2 separate regions of the Gasterosteus aculeatus genome follow, and region 2 is linked to region 1. A link is a contact called in public Hi-C data. All regions are on one chromosome and are shown on one strand. The core of a region is the stretch at or near the end of the contact, and the rest is flanking DNA. Distances in the headings are between cores, read along the strand shown. Region 1 overlaps LOC120833178 (rho guanine nucleotide exchange factor TIAM2). Region 2 overlaps LOC120833178 (rho guanine nucleotide exchange factor TIAM2).

Region 1 (3,409 bases), core at 403-2,902:
AAGAGGGAAGAGCAAATTCTTGTTTTGAGCCTTTTCTTTGGATACATTACCACGCTTACAGTTTCCCCCCGTTTCCAGTCTCTATGCTAAGCTAACATCAAAGCATGCTACATCCAGCATCAACGCCTGCTAGATGTAGCATCGTATTAAACAGAGCGATATCAACCCTCTCACTTCAATGTCCGCAATAAAGCCGATTCAAATATTCCCATAAATATTCAACTATTGACTGATTTTGGCTGCAGCCCACCTGCTGAGAACGCTCTGAAGTGACTCTTAAGCAAGCAAATACCTTTTTTTAAAATTCAAATGGAGCTATTCTGCAGCTGAGCCCTGACATGTTTGATAGATATATTTTCGGTCCCCTCGCGTCAAATCTCATCCAATCTTTCCAGTCGGTGACAGATAAGAACAATAGACGCTTTTAGACGGGTAGAGTCTTCTATTCCGCAGGATGCTATGATTCATCGTGTGAGTGTGGTGAATGAGGCAAGTGTTAAAACTTCCCCCATTTAGGGCCTAGTAATGGACTCGGGACACAACAACGGCCTTCATTGAGTCAACGCTTCAATCTATTTTTTTAATGCGGCGGCGTATTTTGGTCTCTCCGAGAGTTGGAGGTGGAAACCGGCTCGTCAGTGGAATGGGTTTGATTTAAGGGGATTAGGCCCCTTTGGGGCAGAAAAGGTGAGGCAGGGGGAGGACGGCTGAGCTTTATTGATTTTTGTTGGCACATACATCATCTGTCTTGATGACATTGCTGCTGTTGTCTCAAATCCGCCGAATTACTCTCATAAGCAATCATCTTCCGCTAATCCGTCAAAGTGAAGTCGAGTGAAGGGTACGTCTCCGTGCGAGCTTTCGTGTATATATAGCGTGGGACCGCCGTGGCATTTACTCTACAAATCCTTCATCCACGCGCTCCTCCTGTCGGCACAGGAGGGAGTGGACGGGGTTGACTTGAATAGTGAACTCCTGGCCCTTTGTGTGGCATTCTGACACTCACTTTGAGCTATTCACATAATTCAATGGGGTAATCAACGTATGGTTAAGGGATAAGATTCAGGTTTAACTTGTTAACTATTTGTTTCCCACAGAAAAGTGTTCTCTCTCTCTCTCTCTGTCTGTCTCTATAAAAAGGTTATTGGCCGGTGATCTCGATCGGAACATGCTGATGCCTCTTTCATGCTTCACCTCGTCTCACCACACTTCTCTACCCACAAATACACACCTCCGACTTCTACATGAAACAAATGGCACCGGCGCTTGACAGTGTAGGCGGTTACAAGCTAGCGTGTGTGTGTGTGTGTTGAAAGGTTTGTGACCGCAACGCAATAAGGAACCTTGGTTGCAGCTTTGAGGAAGTGAATCGCCTTTGAATAGAAATTTTCCTGAAATAGATCTCAACTGCTTCTCTGTTTCTCCTTCACGGCCACGCTGTCTCCTCCCGGCAGTCCTGTGACGTTTGTGTTTTCCAGTTGCTTAGTGGAAAGGAAAGGGTGCGCACTTGCATCCACGTTCCAGAAGCTGCGGGACGCCGGGCGGCTGAATCCAGGCGACGCGCGCACACACACACAGACACACACACACTCGCCACACAGAGCACTTGTTGGAGTCCGGCGCGTGTCCGGACCAGGCTCTTGGCAGTCGTTCATGGAACGTTGACCGGACAACCGTCGGTGTGTCGCAACCCTCCTGCGGCCATGAATGAGCGCACAGTTGTTAGTCAGCCGCTCGTCGGGTCGGCGCACTCCACCAAATCTTTGTTTTTTCCGGTCACGCCACGTCGCTGTGACACGAAACGTGGGCGGTCATGCAACGAGTTGCCATGACGGCTCGTTTTCTCTTTCGGTAAGCATGACCTCACGTCCCTCACACACACACACAGGCCGAGTGTGTGCGCTGAAGTGGCACCTTGTGTTCCTGCATCCTGGCAGGTTTGGAGGGGGAACATTTAGCAAAGAACACTGGCGGCGTTTATTTCGACTCTGGCTCCTTACGTAGGCGAGTCAACGGACATTTAGATGACAAATTGAGAAAATGTGTGCGTCTTGCGCCCGCGGCTACCTCAGCTGCACGGAGAGAAGTGTATGCATTTGTGTGTGTTTGTGTGCGCGTGGGTGACGCTCTGAATCAGAGGCCACGGCTTGTCCCTTTTAGGCTTGTTGTCTGACAGGGGAAACGGTCTTTTTCCTCCTCGCGGTGATGCATCAACTGCAGGCTGTCAGCTTCTCAAACAGACACCAGACAGAAATCCTCGTCTGAGGCATCTGGGGCTTTGATAATTGAGGCCTTCTGCTGCACCGTGGAGTCTCTCCGGCAGGCCCCTCCGTGCAACAGCGCCGCTTTCCCCCTCCAGAGACACAGAGTCGCAACCAAAACCCCCAAATGGCTGACTGGTGGGCCAGCCCCCCCCCCCCCCCCCCCCCCCTCTTCCCCCCCATAATACCCAGCACAAACCTCACTGTTAATGCCACCATCAAGCAACCACCTTGAAATGGCCGTTTGATTTGATCTTTAAGATAAATCGTGAATCCCTCACTTAGGCCAGAATTGCGGCTGTGGCTTTTGAAACCGAATGAACGAGGCGACATCGCCAGGGAGTCTAGTCCGCCGGTCGACACCCCCCCCCCGACGATCCGCTTGTGTACACGGGCCAGTACGCTGACTCTTACGTGTTGTCAAGTGACTTCTTTTGAAAGGCTTAATTGTATGACATCTCCGCTCCGCTGCTTGATCCACAGCCAAGCATTCGGACTAATGGAGCCGTATTGATTTGTGTGCTGTTACTCAAGGTCTACCTTTCCCTCCCTCCCGCCCTCTGATTCCATTTACTACCCCCCCGCCCGCCCCCCTCATTTCCTCTACCCGCACCCTTCCTACCCTCTCCCACAGAGGCTGGACATGCTGACCAGCATCTACTCCATGTCGCCCCCTGAGGGCAGTTTGTGGGACGGCATCAGCGGCGCCTCGGACGCGCTGACGTGTGTCTACATGCCAGACGGCCTGACGGTCCAAGTTCCTGTCAGAAGAGACCAGACGGCCGCCGACCTTCTCTCTGCATCTTGCAAGGTTTGCTTGGCAGCTTGCTGCGGAGAAATTATGACATTTCACCACAATAGGAGAACAATGCGCTGACAGGTGTTGCAAACCCCCCCAACAGTATGACAATTTTGATTTAGTGGTCTTTTATTTTAACTTAATCCTACCACCTGTACTTAATGGTAATGTTGTGTATTTTTTTCCTGTAATGTGGGGTTTAACTGCACCTGTATACAACGTTAATTTGTGTTTTATTTTCAGCCGTGACGTAATAGTCGAATGGTCTTTGTTTGAGCACCTGCAGAAGCAGATCTGGCTACATTATGTCCCCATGAGCTTGAAATAACACCTCTGTTCATTCACACGG
Region 2 (3,396 bases), core at 810-3,309, 46 kb before region 1:
ATCCCAACAACAAACTACCGGGAGATCCGTGTTGAATACACTCGACGTCCTCAATCCACGCCTAGCAATAAAGGTGTTGATGGAACCCCCCACCCCCCCACTAAAGCTTCCTGTAGTAGAATATACATGTAGAGCAGCCATCTGGCACTGAACACAAGGGGGTTAGGGAGGGAATAAATAAATGAGGAGGGGAGTAGGAGAAGATGCTCGTTGCCCCTTTGCCCCCCCCCCCCCCCCCCTCCTTCACTGCCGGCCTGAGACCCGGCCTGCTACAGCTTGAGGAGGAGCTTGCACAGCACATGTGCCAAATCAGCACGGGCTGATTTACGGGCCGGCTGGTGTCACGGAGCACGAGCCGGAGGAACCATTTCAAAGCGTCGCCCTGCGTGTCTGCTGACGCCGATTTAGCTCTCGTTATGAAAGACGACGGGAGAGGAGCAGCTCCATGTGCTGCATAATACCTTTTACCTCCAATTACACCCCGGTTAATCCTGCAAATCCAAACATGAAAACAAATGTCATCGTTTGGCTCCTGATCTGGCATCTGGAGACCTGTGAGGGGATAAAGCCCGGCTCATAAATGCCCCGCGGTGCGTCTCCCAGTGTGACTCGGGGGGGGCCTGTACGTTTCCAGCTGCCAAAGGGCCCGTCCGGTCAGCCGGGTCGAGGCCTCCTGCTGACCTTCTCTCACAAAGATTTGACAGGCTGAGACGTTGAATCAAACCCCTATCTGCCTCCAAACAGACGCCGCTACGCCTCCTACGGCAGTAAAAATAAATCCCCACTCGGCATCCTTCGGTGATTTATCTCCTGTAGAATAAAGGACATGAAAGCTAATGTGGATTAGGTTCCTTTCCCGTGCGCTATTTTCCCCCTTCACGCCAAAACGGGTGCAACCAGCGGGATCGGCCCGTTTCCGAGTCCAGTGGGTTTTCCTGCTCCAAATCATTTGCTACACGTGGTATAAACCCGGAGCATGAACCCCGCGGGAACACAGCAAAGCGCGCCTGACCTTTAGTTGGAGGATTAGCCCAGCGCGTGCAACAATAACGGGAGACCATAACGGTGCTGCGTGTGGTATTGCTAATGTGTGCCGAGAAGTCCCCCCCCCCGCTGTGAGGAGGTCAATTAAGACGGGATGAAGAGGGAACGAGAGTGAGCTTGTAAATCATTTTTTGATGTGACGTGTGGAAATTGTTGGATTTCCACATCCGGGGCATAATTTCCTCCATAACTGGGGCATTTGTAGGACTCTTTCTTGTATAAAAGAGGCCGGTGGTGCATTTCCACAACGGCCGGTGTTCTCCTGTTGCCACTGACCGGAGGACCAGGACACCGCGCCTGCGGTACCGCGTCCGGCCACCGGGGGTCAGTGTGGCACCGCGGCGCTCCGCCGTCTGTGGCGTTGGCGCAGACTGGCATCTTGGTAAAGTGCGACAATCTCAACAACAAAAAAAAAATCCCTGCAGTGCTCACCTCCCTCACTTCCTCCGCTTCGCCCTCGCTGAAAGAAATGCATTTTTAAAGAAGAAAACAAAAAAAAAGACCATAAGAAGACCGCGTGCAAGTTCCCGCCCTCGAAAGGACAACAGGCGGGACGCGACGCGCAGGATAACGATGCCACGCGGATTCTTCGCGGTGCCACAGTGCTGAATTCCTTTCACCGGATAACCGCCCCCCCTCCCGCGTGCGCGCGCGAGCCTGCCACGGGTCGATACCGGGGGGCGCTTTGATAGATGCAATGAGGTCCTTTCAGCGCGAGACTTGGCCGGTTTCTCTCCCCCCCCGATGCCGCATTCTTAAATGATTAAAGCTATCGATTGTGGCCTCCCCACCAAAACCAGCCCCTATCTATCAGCCTTGGCCGGATACCAAGATATCACATTTGCACACGGAGGGGCGAGGGGGTGGGGGGTCGAATAAGTGCGCGCGACAGACGGAGGAAAAAAACAGAGCAAATCAATCTTCCGTCTGCCTCGTTGTGCAGGAGAGGATTCCCCGTGTCTCTGCAGTCCCAGCAATTACTCACCAGAGTGTGTGTGTGTGTGTGTGTGTGTTTCCTCAGCCCGGCTCCCCCCTCACCAGAGCCACCAGACTCCTACGGAGCAGGCCGGCCGAGGGGGTCCGTGGTTGCCCTCCACCCGTTGGTGCCTTGCTCGGGGTCACTTTAGAAGGGTGTGTAGAGGCCAACATCCATTCGGGCTTAAAGAGAAGTCTGCGGCTTCTCACTTGACGCCCCTTTTTTTTTTTTAAATCTCCAGTAGGAAGTTTTCTTTCCTGCAGCCGGAGGGAGATGCTGCTTTTTTTTTTTTTTGTTTGCCTTTTTGAATTAAGAGAAGGCAAAGACCCTGCGCGGAATTGTGCGACTGAGAATGTGACTGTTGTGGCTTCCGGCGAACAATGTTGGCCCACCACTCAGGTGGACGTCTGTCCGACGGACCGGCCGGTATCCATGGTGATCCTACTGGCTTCAGTGGTCCCCTCACTTCCTCCTTCAGAGGCTGTGTGAGACGCACTCTTTGTTGACCTGTGCAGAAATAACCAGTAGCACCATACCGCGTTACGCAGTAACAAGACTGGTGTCCAGCGCTGCTTTGAGCCGAATAAACGCGTCGCCTTTGTCCACAACGCAACATCTCACGGGGGACCAAAGACCTCGACATCCTCACGTCACGTATTCAACACCGCAACACATGCTCACAACGTACCGCCCCCTCCACCTGTAGGGCGCCATGGGCCGTTATTTTTAACACCACCCCATTGCCAGTTACTTCACCACATAAACATGTTCTTTTCAGCATACGTGTACATGCAGTGATCAGCAGAAGCTGATTCAATCCACACGCAACGAGTGTTGCTCCACTTTTGTTTTCGTAGGTTTCAATATGTCCTTTTTTTCCCCCTCAACTTTCATGAGCGTACTTCGTTTCATCCTCTCGGGACGAATACAAACTGGTGGCAGGTACTTTCTTTTTAACGCCGTGCCAGGAGCAGGAGGAGAGAACTTGTGTGTGTGTGTGTGTGTGTGTGTGTGTGCGTTAGCAGTGGCCTACATGCCCGTCACAGTGTGTCAGCACGGCAGCTAGAATGAAACCCATTGGCGTGAACGTGGTCTACACAAGCAGAGGCAGCGCACTCACGCATCAGGATTGACGTGTGTTAACATAGTTGGTCCCTAATCGTTGGTGTTCGTGCCCCCCCCCCCCACACACACACTTCTAAAACAACAAATCTCAGTCCCCCGCACATCCTCTGTTTACACGTGACTATCTGCCGCGTCCGTCTCGGTGTAACAGGGAGACAAAAAAAAAAAAGCTCTGCTGCTGCTTCTCGTCTCAAACTGTCTGCCCCCGTCGTGGAGGGTCATCGGTTAAAGGTCACCGCTGTTGGATAGAC

The links. Hi-C and Micro-C count contacts between places; a contact is called where the count stands out from the background.
Region 2: a contact with region 1 is called in a Hi-C map of skeletal muscle, with 3 times the contacts expected there. The contact joins two enhancer-like sites. A contact is called at or near these places in 2 of 6 Hi-C or Micro-C datasets (skeletal muscle and whole body).

What each region holds. Positions count from the first base shown.
Region 1 is chr15:4,756,189-4,759,597 of fGasAcu3.hap1.1, reverse strand. It overlaps LOC120833178 (rho guanine nucleotide exchange factor TIAM2), which reads left to right. Exons shown (of 27, transcript XM_078089505.1): 10 at 2,896-3,072. Among protein-coding and RNA genes, the nearest start is that of LOC120832671, 34 kb to the right of the region's middle. Within about 2 kb of position 1,652, at least 4 of the 9 cell types and tissues checked have open chromatin away from gene starts, as enhancers often do.
Region 2 is chr15:4,803,029-4,806,424 of fGasAcu3.hap1.1, reverse strand. All of the region lies in intron 1 of LOC120833178 (rho guanine nucleotide exchange factor TIAM2), which reads left to right. Among protein-coding and RNA genes, the nearest start is that of LOC120833178, 4.3 kb to the left of the region's middle. Within about 2 kb of position 2,059, at least 3 of the 9 cell types and tissues checked have open chromatin away from gene starts, as enhancers often do.